Linked DNA regions of Gossypium hirsutum: region 2 is linked to region 1. A link is a contact called in public Hi-C data. All regions are on one chromosome and are shown on one strand. Each heading gives the region's core, a stretch centred on a gene start, on an enhancer-like site or on the middle of the called end of the contact. The rest is flanking DNA. Distances are from core to core; before and after follow the strand shown.

Region 1 (4,821 bases), core at 1,065-3,564:
TATCACCCCCGACACGCCCAAAAATTGGTACCGAATTGATTAGTTAGTGTCTTAATGTCGAAAGTTCAAAAAAAATCGGGAATGGATTTGAAATACGATCCCTTGTTTACATTAACATTGATATTAAAAATGCTTGAATTAGCTCAAAATGATTGTTAAAGATTTCCTTATCTCGAGATATCAGAGTATCACATCCCGTAAGTTAGGACACAATACCATGAACTCCCGAGTGCAAAGTCGTCTTTAATTTTAATTGGAACCTCGTGTATTTAAAACTCAAAAGGATATTTGGCTATTTAGAACCAACGAGAAAATTAAAACCCCGTAAGTTAGGGCACAATTCCTCGATATTCCAAAACGCAAAATATTACCTTATTTAGAAAATTCTCTTTTTGAAATATAGCGAGTATAATGTTTAATAAAGCGCGTTATTCGTTTGGATTAAAAATAAAACAATTTATAGGATGAATGTAACGAAACTTGATTCATGGGCGATGGTATGAAAATATAGTAATGAATATAAGACGAATATACATGGACACTACATTATGCAAATGAATAGCAGTAGTGCAAACTTGCGAAAAGAACGAATCAAAATTTACATAATGACAATAATCACACAAGGTGCATCATTTAACAATTAAAGACAAATGAATTTAATAATAATTTAAAAGGCATAAAGCAAATAAAAATGGATAAGATATAAAACAATTTTAAAATGAGATTAAGATAATGTGAAAAAGGAGATTTAAAATTGACAATGCGTACAATAATTTAAAATAGAGGATATATATATATATATTAAAAAAATACTATATAAAAAACGCAAATGAACAATAATAGGACAATTTAATACAAATAAGAGAGTTTAAAATAAGTTGTATAAGACAAATTTGAATAAGAATAAGACAAGTTTAAAATAATACATATATAGAAATTTAAAATAAGTATTAAGAGGCTCAAAATAATAATACGTAAAGGAGAAATAAAATAAAATAAAAAGATAATATATATATAAGAAATTTTAAAGTAAACAACATACTAAATAATTCAAACCAAGATAGATAATATACATAAAGATAAATCATATATGGAAGGAATTTGAAATGAATAATATGTAACAATAATTTTTAAAATATATAATATATAAGAAATATATGAAATCTTAAGGTAAATAATTATAAAAGGTTTGCGATAAACAATGAAAGAATTTGAAATCGTCTATATATAAAATAGCATAATAAAATAACATATAAAATTTAAAATATATATATTAGATGGTTTAATATAAATAATGCATGAAATTTTACAATAAATAATAAATAATTTAAAATGAATGACGCATAAAGCGAGTTTATAAAATGAATGATGTGAGGGAATTTTGAAATCTATATAAAGCAAATTACAAAAGATTTGTATGAATAACTTTAAAATAGATGATATGTATATAAATAAAAGTGTAAGATAAATAATATGGAACGAATTTAAAATAAGGTATAAACATAACTTTAAAATGAATAATATATATAAGCTAATTTAAAATAATAAATAAGAAGTTTAATATAAATATATTTTATAATAACGATTCAGATATAATATATAAAGAATTATTAGAAATACATAATATATAATAACTAAGGAATAAACCATATAAAATAATTTGAGTTGAATATATAACAAAAAAAAAACAGTTTTGAAAGAATAGCAAACATGTGAAAACTTGAAATAAATGGTTTATACACATATAATGGGTAAGGGTTATAAAATAAATAATACATACTTAGGGTAAGTTGAGATAAATAATAACAATTTGAATAAATAATATATTAAAGTGAATTACGATGAACAATAATGATACGAGTAAACAGTGTATTAAAACAAATTAAGATAGAATGAATTGAATAAATTTAGGACATAATTGAAAGTGAATCAGAACCCAAGGTATAAATTTGGAATACAAAGGCCAACAAGGACTAAATCGAAACGCTTAGACTTGCGAGGACCAAATGGGGTAATATCCCAAGTCTAACGTGCTGCATTTCAATTTGTTCAGTCCAGGGATCAAATTAGAAATTACGTAAAATAATCGGTCGATATTTGAAGAGTAAAAAAGCAAATCATGACTAAATCAAAGGTCAGAAAATGAGGAGGGGCCAAAGTGGGAAATTTCCCATTTGAAGGAAACGCGCGGACCCCCTGGAGCGGGTCAGGTCGCGCGCGAGTGCACCAAAACGGTGCCGTTTCGGCACTTAGTCCCCCACACTCAAAACGCTGCCGTTTTGTCAGTGTATATAAGGCCCTATTTTTGTTACAGAATTCATTTTAGCCTTCAAAATAAATAAATAAATAAATAACTGGAACAGACCCTTAAACTCTCTCTCCCTCCTCCGTTTTCTCATTTCGGCTAGGGTTTCAACACCCATCATCGTCACCGCCGTGAAGCCACCGTAGGTGGTGGTCGTGCGAAAGGGAGTTTCGACCCCAGTTTTGGAGCGCCCGAAGGCCGTATTTTCTTGGCCCAATAACACGAAAGGAGAGACCTCCGCTTTCCCCCTCCGAAAATCGATTTCAAAGACGGAATCGGAACTCCGAAAACTCGACTCCGGGGTTCTCGGGTAAGTCCCTCTTTTCTCTTTTCTTTTATATTTTTTTTTTAAAAAATGATTGAAGAACAGAAAATAAAAATAAAGAAACGAGAAAATAAAAAATGAGAGAACGAGACTCAACCTTTTTAGTTTGTTCTTTTTTTGATTGCTTAATCGTCTGTGTGTAAAAACAATTTGGTTTCTGTTTGGGCTTTATAGCCGAAAAATACAAATGATTTCATCTATGCTATTGTCTATTTTGCTTCCTTTCCTGCCTCGTTTCTGCTCTCTGCTTTGTGGTCTTGTTTTGTTTCTTTTTTTTGCTTCCTTTTGCAGACGCACAAAGGTCAACGGGGTGGAGACTTCCATTTTGGTGCAAAAGATGGGCAGAGCCGGCCCTCGGGAGTCGAATGCGCTGCTGAAGCACGTGGGCAGCAGAAGGAGAGGCGCGACGCTTAGGCTAGCTAGGGTTTCGGCTAGCTGAGGCTTAGTTTGGACACTGGGCCTATTGGGCCGATTGGGTTAGGGGTTTAGTTGGGTTGTTTAGGCTTTGGGCCTTGTAAATGGGCTGCCTCTTTTTTTGGTTTTGGTTTTTAAACGGGCCGGGAAAAATGGGCCTGTTACATATATATATAAATCAAGAATCCAATTTTTACAAAACAATTATTAAAGATCAATCAGCTCCCAAAATTAAAGCAAATATTTTAAACAAATTATTTTTAAACTGTGATAATTCTACTAAATTATTTTGATGGTCAATATAATCTATCGGATTCGGGCCAAATTTAAAGTGGAAAATAGGTGTATCAATTTGCATTTTTGTTTGATGTGCATTACAATGGACGGAGAAAGCCAAACATTCAAAGTCAATCACATTTTATAAAATGTAAGATTATTTTTATTTTATGAAATTAGTGTGTATATATATAGGTTCTTAGTGAGACAGTAGGAGCACATTCATACAAGGGTACAAGCAACACAAAATAGTAAAATTAGCAAAGCAAGATGGGTAAGGGTAAGAAGAGAGCAGTTCTGGTGGGATGCAACTACCCCAAGACCCAATTCGGCTTGCATGGATGCATCAATGATGTGAATACCATAAAAGCCGCGATCCTGAAATTTGGGTTCCACGAAAGCGATATTAATGTCCTCACCGATGCGCCAGGGTCGTCGGTTCTGCCTACTGGTGCAAACATTAGGGATGCACTTAATAGAATGGCGCGCAATTCTAAAGCAGGAGATGTCCTATTTTTCTACTTCAGTGGACATGGAACACGCATTCCAATCTTTCAACCTGGCCAGCCTTTCAAGCAAGATGAAGCAATCGTGGCCTGTGATTTAAATCTTATCACTGGTAGGTTTTTGTTTGAATTTATATATTTATTTTAGCGATATACATATTCATATCCTATATATATATACATGGTTTCTGCAGATGTGGACTTCAGGCGTTTTGTTAACCGGCTACCAGAAGGAGCAAGCTTCACAATCCTATCAGATTCGTGCCACAGTGGTGGTCTCATTGAAAAAGAGAAAGAACAATTTGGTGGTGAGCATATGACGACACCAGTAAATCCCAACAAGCCTAAACCGTCTAAGGTTAAGGCTAAGGGTGTTCCTTTTGATGACATACATGGTGCGATAAATATAGCAGCAAGCATCCTACACGGCGCAGTAGATCTTGGCCAAAAGATTTACGGAATCTTCGGGAAAGATGTGAGTCTCAAATTCCATCCTCACTACGTAGATGGGTTAATGGTGTTGGATCCACCGGAGGAGGATGATGGGATTTTATTAAGTGTGTGTGAAGCCAATGAGACATCATATGACCTGGTTTTGGGGAATAAAGCCTTTGGGGCGTTCACTGATGCAATGTTTAACGTACTCAATCAGCACATGGGTGCTGGAATAAGCAACAGACAACTTGTGGCTGACGCTGCCATCATTTTGAAGGAGAATGGATTCAAGCAGAACCCTTGCCTTTATTGCAGTGATGAGAATACAAGCACACCTTTCTTGGGTGGCTTTGCTTAAATTTCTGATCAAAATGCTGGTGCTCAGGCTGTCAGTGTCATTAATAATAAATAATGTGCTTATGTTTTGCACTACTACTAGAATAAATTTGACAGTCTGTTGACTTATATCAACCTACCGCGGTTTTCCTATGCATCTCCTTATATAGCGTGCCTTTGTTATGTGTGAAATTCTAGTGTATAAATAAAGAAATAAAAACTTT
Region 2 (4,821 bases), core at 1,300-3,799, 260 kb before region 1:
TGTCGATTTAGTCCTTCATTTAAGCTCTGCTTTTTCTCGTGATCCGCCTCTTTATTCGCAACGCCGCCCCAATCCTAACCCTAACCCTAGCCCCAGCCCTAACCCTTCGATTAATTCCTCCATGACGTCTACTTATGGGCAACATCCACCGCCGCCAGGACCTAGGGTGGCTGCTACGGCCGCGGCGGCAGGATACCCCCCATCACCTTATGGGAGGGTACAGCATCCACAGCATTCGCAAGCTCGTCCTACTTCAACGGATGATGCCGCCGAGGTTTATAAGAGGAACGCAATGAATAAGTTGGTGGAGATGGTTCATGGGGATATAATTGGGATGAGAAAAGCAAGGGAAGTTGAAATGGAAGGAATGTTTTCGGCTCAAGCTGTTTTAAGAAGGCGAGAGGAAGAGATTAATAAAGGGTTGAAAGAGATGCAAGATGAAAAAGAAGGTTTAGAACAACAATTACAGGTTGTTTTGATGAATACAGATGTGTTGGATAGTTGGATTAGAGATAATGAAGGGAAAATAAAGAACTTAGGGAAGAAGAATAATAATGTAGCTGTTGATGAAGCGATTCATTGCGTCGATGTTCTTTCTAAACAAGTCTTGGATTCCACAGCTGCTGATTTAGCTATCGAAGATGTGGTATATTCCTTGGATAAGGCAGTGCAAGATGGGGTTGTGCCGTTTGATCAGTATTTGAGGAATGTGAGGTTGTTGTCAAGGGAGCAGTTCTTCCATAGGGCTACTGCCTCCAAAGTTAAGGAAGCTCAAATGCAGGCTCAGGTGGCAAATATGGCTGCTAGAATATCACATTTCGTTTCATGACTGGTTATTGTTCTGTTTCAGATTTGTCTATATAAAGGATCAAGCTATTCGAGGTTAGCTTCTAGTTAAGATTTGATATTATCATGATATAGCTGCATTGCTCATTTACATATCGGTATGTATTATTCGTTCGGGATGAAATGGTATTATAATGTGAATAATGTGCTCATGTAATTGATATGTTGACACTCAGTTTTGGGCTTTCTCTTTTTATAATGAATTCGGGTTCTTTAGCTTTAACTCTGGTTCCATTTGTGTGGAAAACTGAAATAGAGTTGTTTACATGTAATGTTCAGGTTGCACCTTTATTTCAAAGGCCTAACGAGCAAAGGATTAACTTCGTACGGGTCTAATAATGACTACAATAGGTTTTATCTGTTTTTTTCTCCTCATCCCTTGACCTGATTGTCATGTAAATGGATGGATCCCTTATTTAATTGTCACTGGTTGTTTACTTTTGTCTCGGCTGACTGACATATTCTACGAACTATAAGTTTCATGATGTATTAGTTTTATGGCTAAACTTTCAACCACTTATTCACCCCCATTTTTGTGAGATTTATGAGATAATCATTAATTTCATTTCCTAGGCATCATTTTTAAAACCTTAACTTCAAGGTCTCTTGCTTTAAGGTTTTTTCTTTTCCCCTTTTTTAATTGATCTCTTGTACTTGAAGAATCACTTCAGGGTTATCAAGTAGTAGTTTCCATATTAATTCTCTGGTGTAATATCTTGTCTCTAGCTTGCTTGTCATCTTGTTCCTTAATATATATATTATAAATTTGGCAACACTTCTATAGAAAGTGAGATATAAAAAATATATTACAATCAGCTTTTTTTCTCTTCTGCAAATGTTAAATTTTTTGTCATGGTAGTCGAGAAATAATGTACTAAACCGAGCGAAAATATTTTCTTATATTGGCTTTTATCTTGGAACTTCACATGTGACATTACTGTTCTCTTGCTATGTTTAAATTTTGAATAGAACTTGCAAATCTGCTTCTTACCCTACTTGTTGGAGAAATTATTTAGGAGTTTTGGCTGCCATAATTGAGATGAATCCAGTGTGTTGTTTTGATGGATCCATGTTGTGGTTGTTTATTATTCCTTTATACTGGTTGGTATCAAGTATGGGAGAATTTTTACTCTAATGGTTGAGATACATTAACATGTGCTATATATTTTTTAGCAATATGATGTTATTCATAGATCAACTTATGTGGTAAATCATGGCCAGGGTAGTTGGTCATCATTTTGTTTGGAATCTGAAACTATTAGGAGCTCCATATGCTTTTCTCAGCCATGAGCATTTTTTTTTTCCCTTGTCATTGGTGTTCCTCTAATTACAATCATACATATGGAAAATGATTGCTTTACTTATTTGGTGATGATATGGTTTGGTTACTTTTCATTTATACCGGAGGTTGATTATCCAGGTCTGAAGTTGTTTGTTCTCGTCACCGAGATTTTTTATTTCCGATTCTTTTTTTTTCTTGTGTTTGAACACTCATGTCTCCAATGCATATTCAGGCATAGATATGGAAATATGACACTTCCTCGAAGAATAGTTGATTATGTTTCATTGCTGGGTGATGTTGCCAAGTCTATTAATTTTGAATTATAAAGCTTGCATTTAAGGGTGTTCTCTAACTGCATTTAAGAATGTTATAGCTTCTGTTGCACCGTCGAAACCCATATCCCTTGTATCGTACCAATCATGTATGCTTACGAGGTTTCAACTTGTGAACTGAAAATCAAATCGACCCTAATACATTTAAGTAGTATTTGAACGAAATCTATATGAGGGTTTTCTCGGTCAGCCTTATTTGAGATGTCTTGTCGAGGGATCATTGATCACATACACTCTCCCAAATGGCCTCCGTGTGTCATTGAAAGCTGTGGGGAAGCTTAGATGAGCTACTTAAATGGCGGATGGGATTTTCACACTACATGTGTGGTGAAAAAAAAAAGTGAAGCTCTGTAATTTTGTGAGCTGGTGGAATGTATGTTAAGCTCTTTGAGTGGTACGAATTGCGATATATGTTACTATGAGATTGCAAACTACAATAACATAAATCAACGTTAATCGTTTCACGGTAAGCTTCCAAATCGAATCATGAAGCATACTATTTAAGTTAAATGAAAAGCTTTAATCCTTCTATCATGCCGAGCGGTGTGGTGGAAGTAACGTTAAACATTTGCTTATAAACTGTTCGATGAAATGTTTGAGAGAAATGTAACAGTGTTGAAGTCGATGATTTCGGGGAGGTTTCCCTACTTTTTCATATTTTATATTTAACCCAAAGCATCGACTTTAAAGCTTAAAGACAAAGCTGTGGTCTCTTAAAGGGGATCTCAAAGCTTTAATCATTGAATTATATGAGCTTCAATGGCTGCCCAAATTTCCAATCCAATCGCGCCTTGCCGCCGCATAAAGCTCAACGTCGGGGGCAAGTTTTTTGAAACTACCCTCTCCACCCTCCAGTCCGCCGGTCCTGATTCCCTCCTAGCTGCCCTTTCCAACCGCGCTGCCTATAACCCTATCTTCATCGACCGGGATCCTGAAATCTTTTCCGTCCTTCTCTCCCTCCTCCGTTCTAACCGCCTCCCTTCCGCCGCCCTCCGCCGCTTCTCTATCCAGGAACTCGCCGAAGAGGCTCTTTATTACGGCGTGGAGTCCCGTCTCCGCTCTGCCTCTTTGCCCTCGCCGCTTCATGGCATAGACGCCGCCATCGTCGATACCATCCGCCCTGCCTCAGACGCTGTTCCTTCCACTTTCTCCGCCGGAGAAGATGGTTCACTTTGGATCGCTCACGGTGGTCAAATTTCAATATACGATTCCTACTTATCATACTCCACCGCCGTCCGTACGCATCTCGATGATATCACCTCGATTTGCCGGGTATGGCCAGAAATAGCCGCTGTCGGATCCGAATCCTCATCGGGTCTCCATATCTACGACCTCTCCAGCGGTCACTATACCGGTTCAGTTCACTGGACCGACCAGGACGATCCACGGATATACAAAGCCCGAGTCTGCGCCATCGCTAACTCACCCGACTCGGTCTTCGTATCATTCGATTGTCCCCATAGAGAAAACAGCGTCCTCGTTATCGACAAATCAACGCTTCAGGTCTCATCAGAGCTGACTCGCCAATCAGGAAGCGCCGCCAAGAACACATTCCCCGGAAAACTGACGTGGCTACCGGAAACTGGTTTGGTTATCGGAAGTGCTGTCACATGTGGGGCATTTGGTTATTCAGGTTATATTAGGATATGGGACCCGAGAAATAAGGAAGTGGTATGGGAAACGAACGAGCCAGGTTCAGGGCGGAGCAGTAGGTTCGGAGACTCATTCGCCGACGTCGGTGTCGACATTGACGATTCGATACTCTTCAAGATATGTTCAAAATCTGGGGATTTGGCAATGGCAGATATTCGTAAATTAGGGGATGATCCTTGGGTATATATGGAAGATACAAATCCTAGCATGAGAGAAGCTAGCTATGGTGGGAATGAGGTTCATTTGCATTGCTATAAAAGGCAGGTATTCGTGGGGAAAGATGGAGGATTGGAGGTTTGGTCGAGATTGAATGAGAGAGGTGGTTGGAGTGAGCAAAGAGGGGATAGTGAAAATGGAAGAGATGAGATGAGTTTGAAGAGGAATTATGTGGATAAAGTGGAGATGGGAGAGAGAGGGTTGATAAAGAGAATTGAAGGAGGTGGGGAGAGATTGTTTGTTAGCAGAGAAAATGTGGAAGGGATTGAGGTCTGGGAGAGTTCTAATCATTCTGCTATCATTTCTGTTTCCTCTTAAATCACAATTTGATCCTTGGAAATAGGACATTCTTCTTGGCATCTCTGAAGAGAAGCTTTTTACTCTTTCTTTAGTTTGTACTGTTATTGGTTATTTCTCTTGTAATAAAAGGTATTGCCTTTCGACATTTTCAAGAAATTCTCTTTCAATTTGTGCCATGAGGAAAATTGTTAA

Evidence for each region. Hi-C and Micro-C count contacts between places; a contact is called where the count stands out from the background.
Region 2: a contact with region 1 is called in a Hi-C map of leaf, with 1.6 times the contacts expected there. The contact joins the promoter of LOC121230787 here to the promoter of LOC107955347 in region 1. A contact is called at or near these places in 3 of 34 Hi-C or Micro-C datasets (callus, hypocotyl and leaf).

The regions. Positions count from the first base shown.
Region 1 is chrA06:123,488,253-123,493,073 of Gossypium_hirsutum_v2.1, reverse strand. It overlaps LOC107955347 (metacaspase-9), which reads left to right and starts at 2,314. Exons shown (of 3, transcript XM_016891098.2): 1 at 2,314-2,615; 2 at 2,922-3,939; 3 at 4,021-4,821. The coding sequence starts at 3,591. The coding sequence ends at 4,619.
Region 2 is chrA06:123,750,579-123,755,399 of Gossypium_hirsutum_v2.1, reverse strand. It overlaps LOC121230787 (protein ENDOPLASMIC RETICULUM-ARRESTED PEN3), which reads left to right and starts at 2,549. Exons shown (of 1, transcript XM_041116181.1): 1 at 2,549-4,774. The coding sequence starts at 3,220. The coding sequence ends at 4,647. It overlaps LOC107955341 (protein ELC), which reads left to right. Exons shown (of 2, transcript XM_016891091.2): 1 at 1-882; 2 at 1,126-1,411. The coding sequence ends at 829.